Regions from separate parts of the Mus musculus genome. Here region 1 is linked to region 2. The links are chromatin contacts, called in public HiChIP or PLAC-seq maps. All regions are on one chromosome and are shown on one strand. The core of a region is the stretch at or near the end of the contact, and the rest is flanking DNA. Distances in the headings are between cores, read along the strand shown.

The links. HiChIP or PLAC-seq counts read pairs in DNA pulled down with a chosen protein or histone mark.
Region 1: a FOXA1 HiChIP or PLAC-seq map of pancreatic cancer cells shows a contact between it and region 2. The contact joins two enhancer-like sites. A contact is called at or near these places in 1 of 15 datasets of contacts at CTCF or cohesin (the NIH/3T3 cell line), 2 of 484 Hi-C or Micro-C datasets (adipose-derived mesenchymal stem cells and cortical neurons), 3 of 115 datasets of contacts at active chromatin or transcription factors (embryonic stem cells, fibro-adipogenic progenitors and pancreatic cancer cells) and 1 of 9 other capture datasets (embryonic stem cells).

The regions. Positions count from the first base shown.
Region 1 is chr17:87,561,162-87,565,001 of GRCm38.p6, reverse strand. All of the region lies in intron 1 of Gm46587 (a long non-coding RNA gene), which reads left to right. Among named protein-coding and RNA genes, the nearest start is that of Gm46587, 7.7 kb to the left of the region's middle. Within about 2 kb of position 2,156, at least 31 of the 459 cell types and tissues checked have an H3K27ac peak or open chromatin away from gene starts, as enhancers often do. A contact at or near this core is called in pancreatic cancer cells, where this site is marked.
Region 2 is chr17:87,168,486-87,172,599 of GRCm38.p6, reverse strand. No RefSeq gene overlaps it. Among named protein-coding and RNA genes, the nearest start is that of C330024C12Rik, 24 kb to the left of the region's middle. Within about 2 kb of position 2,454, at least 94 of the 459 cell types and tissues checked have an H3K27ac peak or open chromatin away from gene starts, as enhancers often do. A contact at or near this core is called in pancreatic cancer cells, where this site is marked.

The sequences.
Region 1 (3,840 bases), core at 907-3,406, 390 kb before region 2:
TACTTTACCAGAGGGTCTAGAGGTTCCACCCCCAGCTCCGACATGGTAACTTTAGTAACAGGGATCCAACATCCTCTTCTGGACTTGAGGGCACCAGGGATGTATGTACACGGACATATGTGTAAGTAAAACACTCACACCCAGAAGATGAAAAGGTAATAATAAAATAAACTCTTAAACAACAACAACAAAAAGAGCCCTGGTTGTTCTTCCAGAGGACCCAGATTAGATCCCCCGCACTCACGAGGCAGTTCACAACCATGTCTGATTCCAGTTCCAGAGGAGCCAATGCCCTTGTTTGGTTTCTGTGGACACACACACATAACACACATAACACACACACACACACACACACACACACGTAAATAAATCATAAATAAAAGGGTGGTATGGTGGTAGGCACACCTTTGCTCACAGTGCTAAGGAGGCAGAAGCAGGAGATCTCTGAATTTGAGGGTAGCCTGGTCTACAGAGCGAGTTCTAGGAAGGACAATCAGAGCTACACAGAGAAACCCTTTCTTGAAAAACAAACAAACAAAAATAAAAATTGTGTGAGAAAAAACTTTTCTTACCAAATCAGTTAGCTCACATATTATTCATCATTTTATTGGGCCCCATAAACAGAACCAAGCATTCCCTTACAGACTGTAACTAGGGCACTCAGCTCTCAAAGGTAGTAATTGTTATGTCCTTTATTACTGGCATATCTTAACAAATGCCCGGCCTGGCATCTGTTCCAATATCACAGGCTATCTTTGTGTTGTGTGAAAATAAAAACAGTCACAGACAGAGGGAGTTGGGAAACTGAAGTATCACTCCCAGCCCTGCTTGACTGACCAGTTCTCCCTTGGGCAAGACATGCCTCTCACCAGGCCTCCTTTCCCTTGTTTGTAAACACTCTCTGAGCCTCCCAAACAGCCTGGAGTGGAGTCACCTAGGGTGCTGGCTAAACATGCAGACCCCAGAGCCCTCTGGGGGCAGGGCTGGGTGACAGCCAGAATCCAGAGCCCTCTGGGGACAGGGCTGGGGTGATGGCTAGAATCCAGGTTTGTTTAGTTTGGTCTAGTCTTTGCAGACAGAGTCTATCTCAGGATGGTTTAGAACTCACTATCTTCCTGCCTCAGCCCACCCCTTCCCCCCACCTCCCGCCAAGGGCTGGAACTTTGACCAAGGCTGAGGTGGAGTCTATAGGGTCTTTTTTCACTTTGGTACTGCAGACTCACTTGATCTGAGTCTGCATGCTTGCCTAGTCAAGTACTCTGACAAACATTTTATAGTTATTCACTGAAAGAGTCTCTCCACATAGTTGTCCAGGTGAGCCTTTATCTTACCACCTCCCTCCCTGGCATCCTCAGTAGCTAGGATGACAGGCGTGTGCCACCGGGGCAGGCTGAAGTCAGTATCCTTCATCCAAGCAGTTCAGAGGATTCTTTTTCTCACCACATTTGGAAACCATGAACACCAGACGGTTGCTAAGGGCTCAGATTATGCTATGATCAGTAATTTATAAAAATAGTCTTCTGGAAAAAGAAAAAAAAAACCATGAAGCTGAAAAATGATCCTGACACAAAACGTCTCCCATTTCCTGGGCATAGTTTGTGAAGACCCTCGGCTTTTGTTCCTAACACAGGATCGACACACTTAACAGTGCCCTTGTGCAATGGAAACCTAGCTTAGGTGTTCCTTCCTCTGGTGGCCTTTGGCTGGAATTTTGCCAGGGCCCAGCCTCCTCTCCCCACCCCCCACCCCCCACCTGCCCACAGAGGTAGAAATTCTTTGGGACCTCAACAAATATTTCCCCAGACTCCTGCATGACTCAATCCTCAGTTCCTTAACTGGGTGTTCACTGCAGTGTCAATTTGCTTATCTGAGATGCTTTTCGTAGGATGAAGGCTTGCGTCTGCTACCCTCCTCTAGACTTGGTTTTTCTCCTTAGCACTGTCTAATCTACTGACTATTTCATCCGTCTGTGTTACTTCTCATGTGTCTGGTCCCTGCTACATCCTCAGTGCCTATACTAGAACATAGTAGATGCTCAATAAATATCTGTAGCTTCAAGGAATGAGATATTTGCTGGATGAGTCAAAGAGTAAATACGTGATTCCTAGGAAAGGGCTCAACCTTTGACCCATGGGAACAGACACTCCAGCCCCAAGTCAGGGCCCAGCCTACCATTAGACATCCACCTTACCTCTGGCTCACACATACGGTAACGGTTGTACACTGTACTGAGAAGTCACTCCTGTGGCCCTGAACTAATTGGATCTTTTGGACACAGTTGCCCCTCCCCCTTCTTTCTCTTTCCTGCCATCAGGATCCTTTGAGAACTCAAGCTAAGTGGTGGTGGTGGTGGTGGTGGCAGAGGCGTTGGTGGCAGTGCATGCCTTTAGTTACAGCACTCAGGAGGCAGAGACAGGCAGATCTCTGTGAGCTCGAGGCTAGCCTGGTCTACAAGTGAGTCAGTCCAGAAAAATCAGGGCTCTGTTACATAGAGAAATCCTGTCTTGCCACCCTCCCGAGAGAGAGAGAGAGAGAGAGAGAGAGAGAGGAGTGTAGAGCAGGTTAAAGTATTTACTTTCTGTGGAGTTCTAGTTCTGATCCCTAACACTGAATAATCAATAAATTAAGTAGTAAAGAGGAGATTGTGGGACGCCTGACTTGCCAGCAAGTGAGACGCCACAACAGGATCCTTCTACAACACGTTTATTGGGAGAGCATGGACGGCGTAGGCGAAAGACCCCGAGCCCCAGAAATGGCGCTGCTTATATAGGCCTAGGAGTGACGTGTCCATACCTGATTGGTTATGCTACCAGTACCTCATTAATATGCGTCGGGCCAGGCAGTGACTAGGCAAAAAACTCTTATGCACGTGCGCACATTGGTTGTTTACCCATAATCATGGGTGGTGGCCAGTGGTAGCCAGCGCCATCTTGTAATGGCGTTTGTGGCTTCCCACAGGAGATCACCCTGGGATCCACTCATACCCAAAGGCACGAGACATGACAAACAGACCATGACAGAGATGAAACTAGGCCAGAACACTAGCTTCTTGGCTGCTTCGTCATCGTTGGTCTAGGCTTACCAGGAAACAGTCACAGGTGCTCATTGCAGGAAGGATTGTTGCCACGTCAAAGGACTACCATCGTGAGCAGTGCTGTGGGGAACTGTGAGCGAGGCTCCAGGAGAAAAGGCAGAGGGCACTTTGTTCCCTGAATTGTTCTCAGACATGATTTTGTGCCTCCTGCAACAAACATTGGCATTCAAATTTCAATTTATTCTTGATGGATGTCAGATCATACGGTAGAACCCAGCCTGGTCAGCGAACCCTGAATCTGATACGGCCTTCTGCCTTGCTTCCATGCTTTCCCAGATAGAATCTATAGTACGTCCAGGCAACTGTGCTTCCGTGGGTCTGTCCTGACGAAGTTCTGGGATAGGGCTGCTCTGTCAGTATTCAGTATGTGCTTACTGATGTTTATTTATGTGTTGTTTTTTTCCTGAACTCAAACCCTTCCTTGGATCACTGCTTGCTGTGTTTCATGTGTGCATAAAAACACACTGACTCCAAAGTAAGGCTGTCTGCAGCCTAGACTGTGGTACGCCTCGACCTTTAAGGTCCTCAGATTCCAGGTCTTGCACACAGATCTGCACAGGTTAAACCGAGCAGGAAACAAAATCTCCTTTTACTTTAACCCTAGGAATGCTCAGCAGCACAGGCTGCTATCATGGCTGATTTTTTACTTCTTAATTTATTTAATTTGCCCTCAACCTCGGGCAGCAAAAATTTGCTTTTTCTAAAGTCAGTAAATAGTTCACATACTACGGTTAGCTCAAACCAAA
Region 2 (4,114 bases), core at 1,205-3,704:
TTAAAGTTTACTTTCCCAACCCTTAAAATGTATTTTCTTTCTTTATTGAGGTGGGCTGGGTGAGAGTAATTACCTTTGTCTTGTTCCCCATCACAAAGGCAGGGAACTGACAAGATGACCCCAGGAGTCCTTCCCAAGGCAAAGCTCTTGTATTTTCTTCATGATCACCTTTCTGTTTAAGGCAGCTGCTCTTAGCTACATAGATTTTCCTAGTCTAGGATAAGAATGGTAGTTTATATCTAGTCTTTTGATAGTTGCATTTCTGTGCCTAAATGTAGGAGAATGTGAGGTCTGACTGATTGATTATTTTGTAACATTTTATACTGGTTGAGTCATTTCCTTCCCAAACTCTCAAATCATTTCTGGTTCACATTTTGGACCATGACTAATCTTCCTAAGAACTGAAATAACAGGGAGATTGGCTCTGCCCTCTCCTTTTTAATACAATGCTCTTTGAACTCCCTAAGGGTCGGAGAGACCAACAGTAGCTTTGCTTCTATATCTAAACCTGCCTGAAAGACGTCGTGCCCACTGGGCTATTCTGTTTTTGCAAGGCTGTCCAAGTTATGTTTAGGTTTCAGAACACCAGCTATGGCACCACTAGGCTCGCCAGCACTTGCCTTCCTTCAGCAGAGAATGCCCAATGCTTTTCTTGGTTGCTGATGTGACAAACAGCTATTGGAAGAATGTATGTTGAGTGTTGAAGACAGTGTTTGTATTGTATAGTGTTCCTCATATAAGGACATGGACTATATTTATTCTGTAATTTGAAATCAGCATAAGTGGATGCTCCTGCTGAACCTGTCTGTGTGGGGTCACATTTCCTAGGATATCCTACGATGGTTATTAGATAGGCTCCCACAGCCTATAAATATTGTTCTTCTGGGTTTTGTTCATGAAAGCAATGCTTGCTTCTCTGATGGAAAGCAAGCTATTGTCAAGGGAAGAAAGGAATCCCATCTAACATGTAAAGTGTGAGCCTGACTGAATAGATTTTGAGATGGGGACACTTGACATTTCCATCATTGTGGTCTGTGGGAATAGGGAAGGGGGAGAGACTAGGTGGAGTCAGGCCTACGCTCTTCCCTGCCACTTCCATTGTCAACTCTACCACACTGCTCTCTAGTATGCCAGGGCACAGCCAGGCAAGTGAGGGCGTGTTGAAGAATAAAGACGTATGATGGTGACAGTGACATCTGAGGTGAATCCATAGGTGTGCTGGAGCAGGCTTCACTTGTTGAAGACAGTAAGGATTCAGGATACATGGAGAACCCAGACAGCCTCCCCATGCTTCTGGGAAAACAGAATCATTTGCCAATGTGGGGCACAAGGGGAATTCAAAAGACTGGGATTTACCTGTACCCACGAGTCACCTACGAATGACCATTTTCTATTACTAAAGCAAGTCAGAAGTTTGCCAACTTGGATAACAAGGGTTCCTTTCCCCTGCTCTACCTAGTAGAGCTGCTAAGGATAGATTAGCTACAGGAGTAAATCTGAAATCCAAAGCACATTTCTGCTCCAGTCACACCGTACAGAAAGTGATTGTGTCCCCTGCATATCTCTGTGAATCCCCACTCATTGTGGTGATGTTCCAGCTGAAGATCTAGTGACAAGTGTCCCAGCGCAGGTTATGGGCCTGAGTGTGTACCCCAGGCTTCACTACATGCTTTGGGGATCTCAGATTTGACTCTTGTGAGCCTCTTTTCCACCCCCAAATTAAATATGATTTTGTTAGCGTAAAGACCAGTCCACTGATATTAGATATTAATCCATTTTCTTTAACTTAATTGTTCTGTTAAATTCTAGTTTTAAAGGAAAATTTGAAATGTTTTCATGCTCTCTAAAATATGATAGCCCCTAGGGACCTGAGTGGCCTGTCTTTCTCTTGGCTTTGGCCACGCCTCCTGGCTCCTGTCGCCCCCTTCTGTAAACCGGAGCCATTGGGCAGAAGGACCTTGGCATGTGGTGACTAAGTAATACAGACTTCCTCTCTTTCTCCTCACGGATTGGCTTTTCAATTTTTAACTCAGTGATCTTGCTTCATATGTGGTTTTCACTGTGAGTCACCTTTAAAATTCTCTTTGGAAGTAGGTGGGGTGTAAATTATAAATAAGAATTCCTTTTTACTTCCTCAGAGTTTGCACAATGCCTGGCTTTGTGTTCTCAGCCCTTGTTTGTTGATTGTGCCGGTAAATGGCTGCCTCCCCTTCCAGCCTCCACCCACCACCATGTCCCACCAGGTCTGACAGAGTCTGAGAGAGTCTTCCGTTCTTCCTCCTGTCCCTCCTTCTCTCTCTGTCTCTCTCTGTGTCTCTGTCTGTCTGTCTGTCTGTCTGTCTGTCTGTCTGTCTCTCTCTCTCTCTGATATCTGGAGAGTCTCAGTTCCTGTGCCCCATATTCTCCTGGCTTTCAGCTTGAAGAGGCACCCACTCACTGTCAGACTGACTGGGGGTGTAACCTGTGGCTCTGCTCCATCCGAGAGGGAGCTAGGGTTTGGTCAGAGTGAGATCTACTCAGTAAACAGTGGGATAAGAACTGAGCCTGGGTCCTCTGATGCACCATGGCCAAGTGAAGAGAGCTCAGCCTCTATGATTTCAGCCTTCAGAAAGTGGAATGGGTTTCTTATCAGCCCTTAACTCAAACCCTACAGTAGCAGTTCTCAACATTCCCAATGCCACAACCCCTTAATACAGTTCTTCATGTTGTGGTGACCCGCAATCATGAAATGATTTTTGTTGCTACTTCGTAACTGTAATTTTGCTACTGTGATGAACTGTAATGTAAATATCTGATATGCCACCCTTGGGAAAGTCTTTCAACCCACCGGTTGAGAACCGCTGATCTCCAGGACACCGTTTCCATCTCTGGAGGTGTGCTCAGCTTCGTCTCAATGCTCAGGCCCCAGCATTCACTGTGTTGGAACCTTGTGCTGAAACCTCGTTCCTACACAGTGGAAGAGGGATGCCAGAAGCAAGCAAGGATGGGTAACAGAGCCACAGAGAAGGAACCGGGGGTTTTAAAAGGCTTCCTTCATTAGCTAGCCCTTCGAGTGCTTGCCACCTATCAGGCACTGGGGTTCTAAGATCACACCAGAACATGTATGCAAAGCCACATGCATGCATGGAGCATGCATGCATGCACACACACACACACACACACACACACACACACACACACGGCACCCTGCTGAGAAGAAACAGAGAAAAACATCTACCCACTTACTCAAGGAAAGGCAAAACAAAAGCTGCCCCACAGTGGGGCAGAATCTGCTGCTTTGAAAGGGGAGCATGTGCAAGTCTATTTAAGTCCTCTTACACCAACTCTGCCATTCTCCACTCTTAGCCCACCCCCTCAATCTGTCACATTCAGGGATCTGGGGCTCTGAGCCTTGGGTGAATTAAACAGATTCAATGGCACGTCAGGCTTGGGAGGAGGAGGAGGAGGAGAAGAGAAGGCGGGCAAAGAAGATGGAGAGAGAAAAAACACAGGGAGGTGTTGGAAGTCAATTCACAAACCTCCTGTAGAGGAGAGGAGGTCAGCCAGAGAGACCTGGAACGCTCCAGTTGGAGCAATCCTATTAATAACGGAGCGAGTTTATTGAAAGCTTCTGGGGCCAGACCTTGCTCTAAGTCTTTTACATAGATTAGCATATTCAATCGCCCAGATGCCCACTGAGATGACTTTTGTTTTATAGATTATTGATGAGAACCTCTCTGGGTTCAGAAGTGATTTCACCAAGGTACTGCGGTCAAGACTTGGAGCCTCTGCTCATCCCGTGGCCTCTGGACAGGGACCTGGGACCCTGTGTGACAGGAGAGGGCAAGGGGGACTGCATGTGATCACTGCCATTTGAGTGTGTGTGGGTGTGGGTGGGGGGGGGTAAGGTAAAAGGTATGGAGTGCAGTTGGTGGAGTTTGAGCACTGGCTCACCAATCCTAACTTTGTGACCTTGGAAAAACCTCTCTGACTTTCCTGTGTCTCTGTGTTCTTAGATTTGAGGGTCGATGATGCTAATGATGATGTGGCTGGAAGGATTTCTGTAATCCTGTGACCAGTGGGTTAGAAAAATGTCTGGGCAGACCCACTGATAACACCCTCTTCCTTGAGGTCA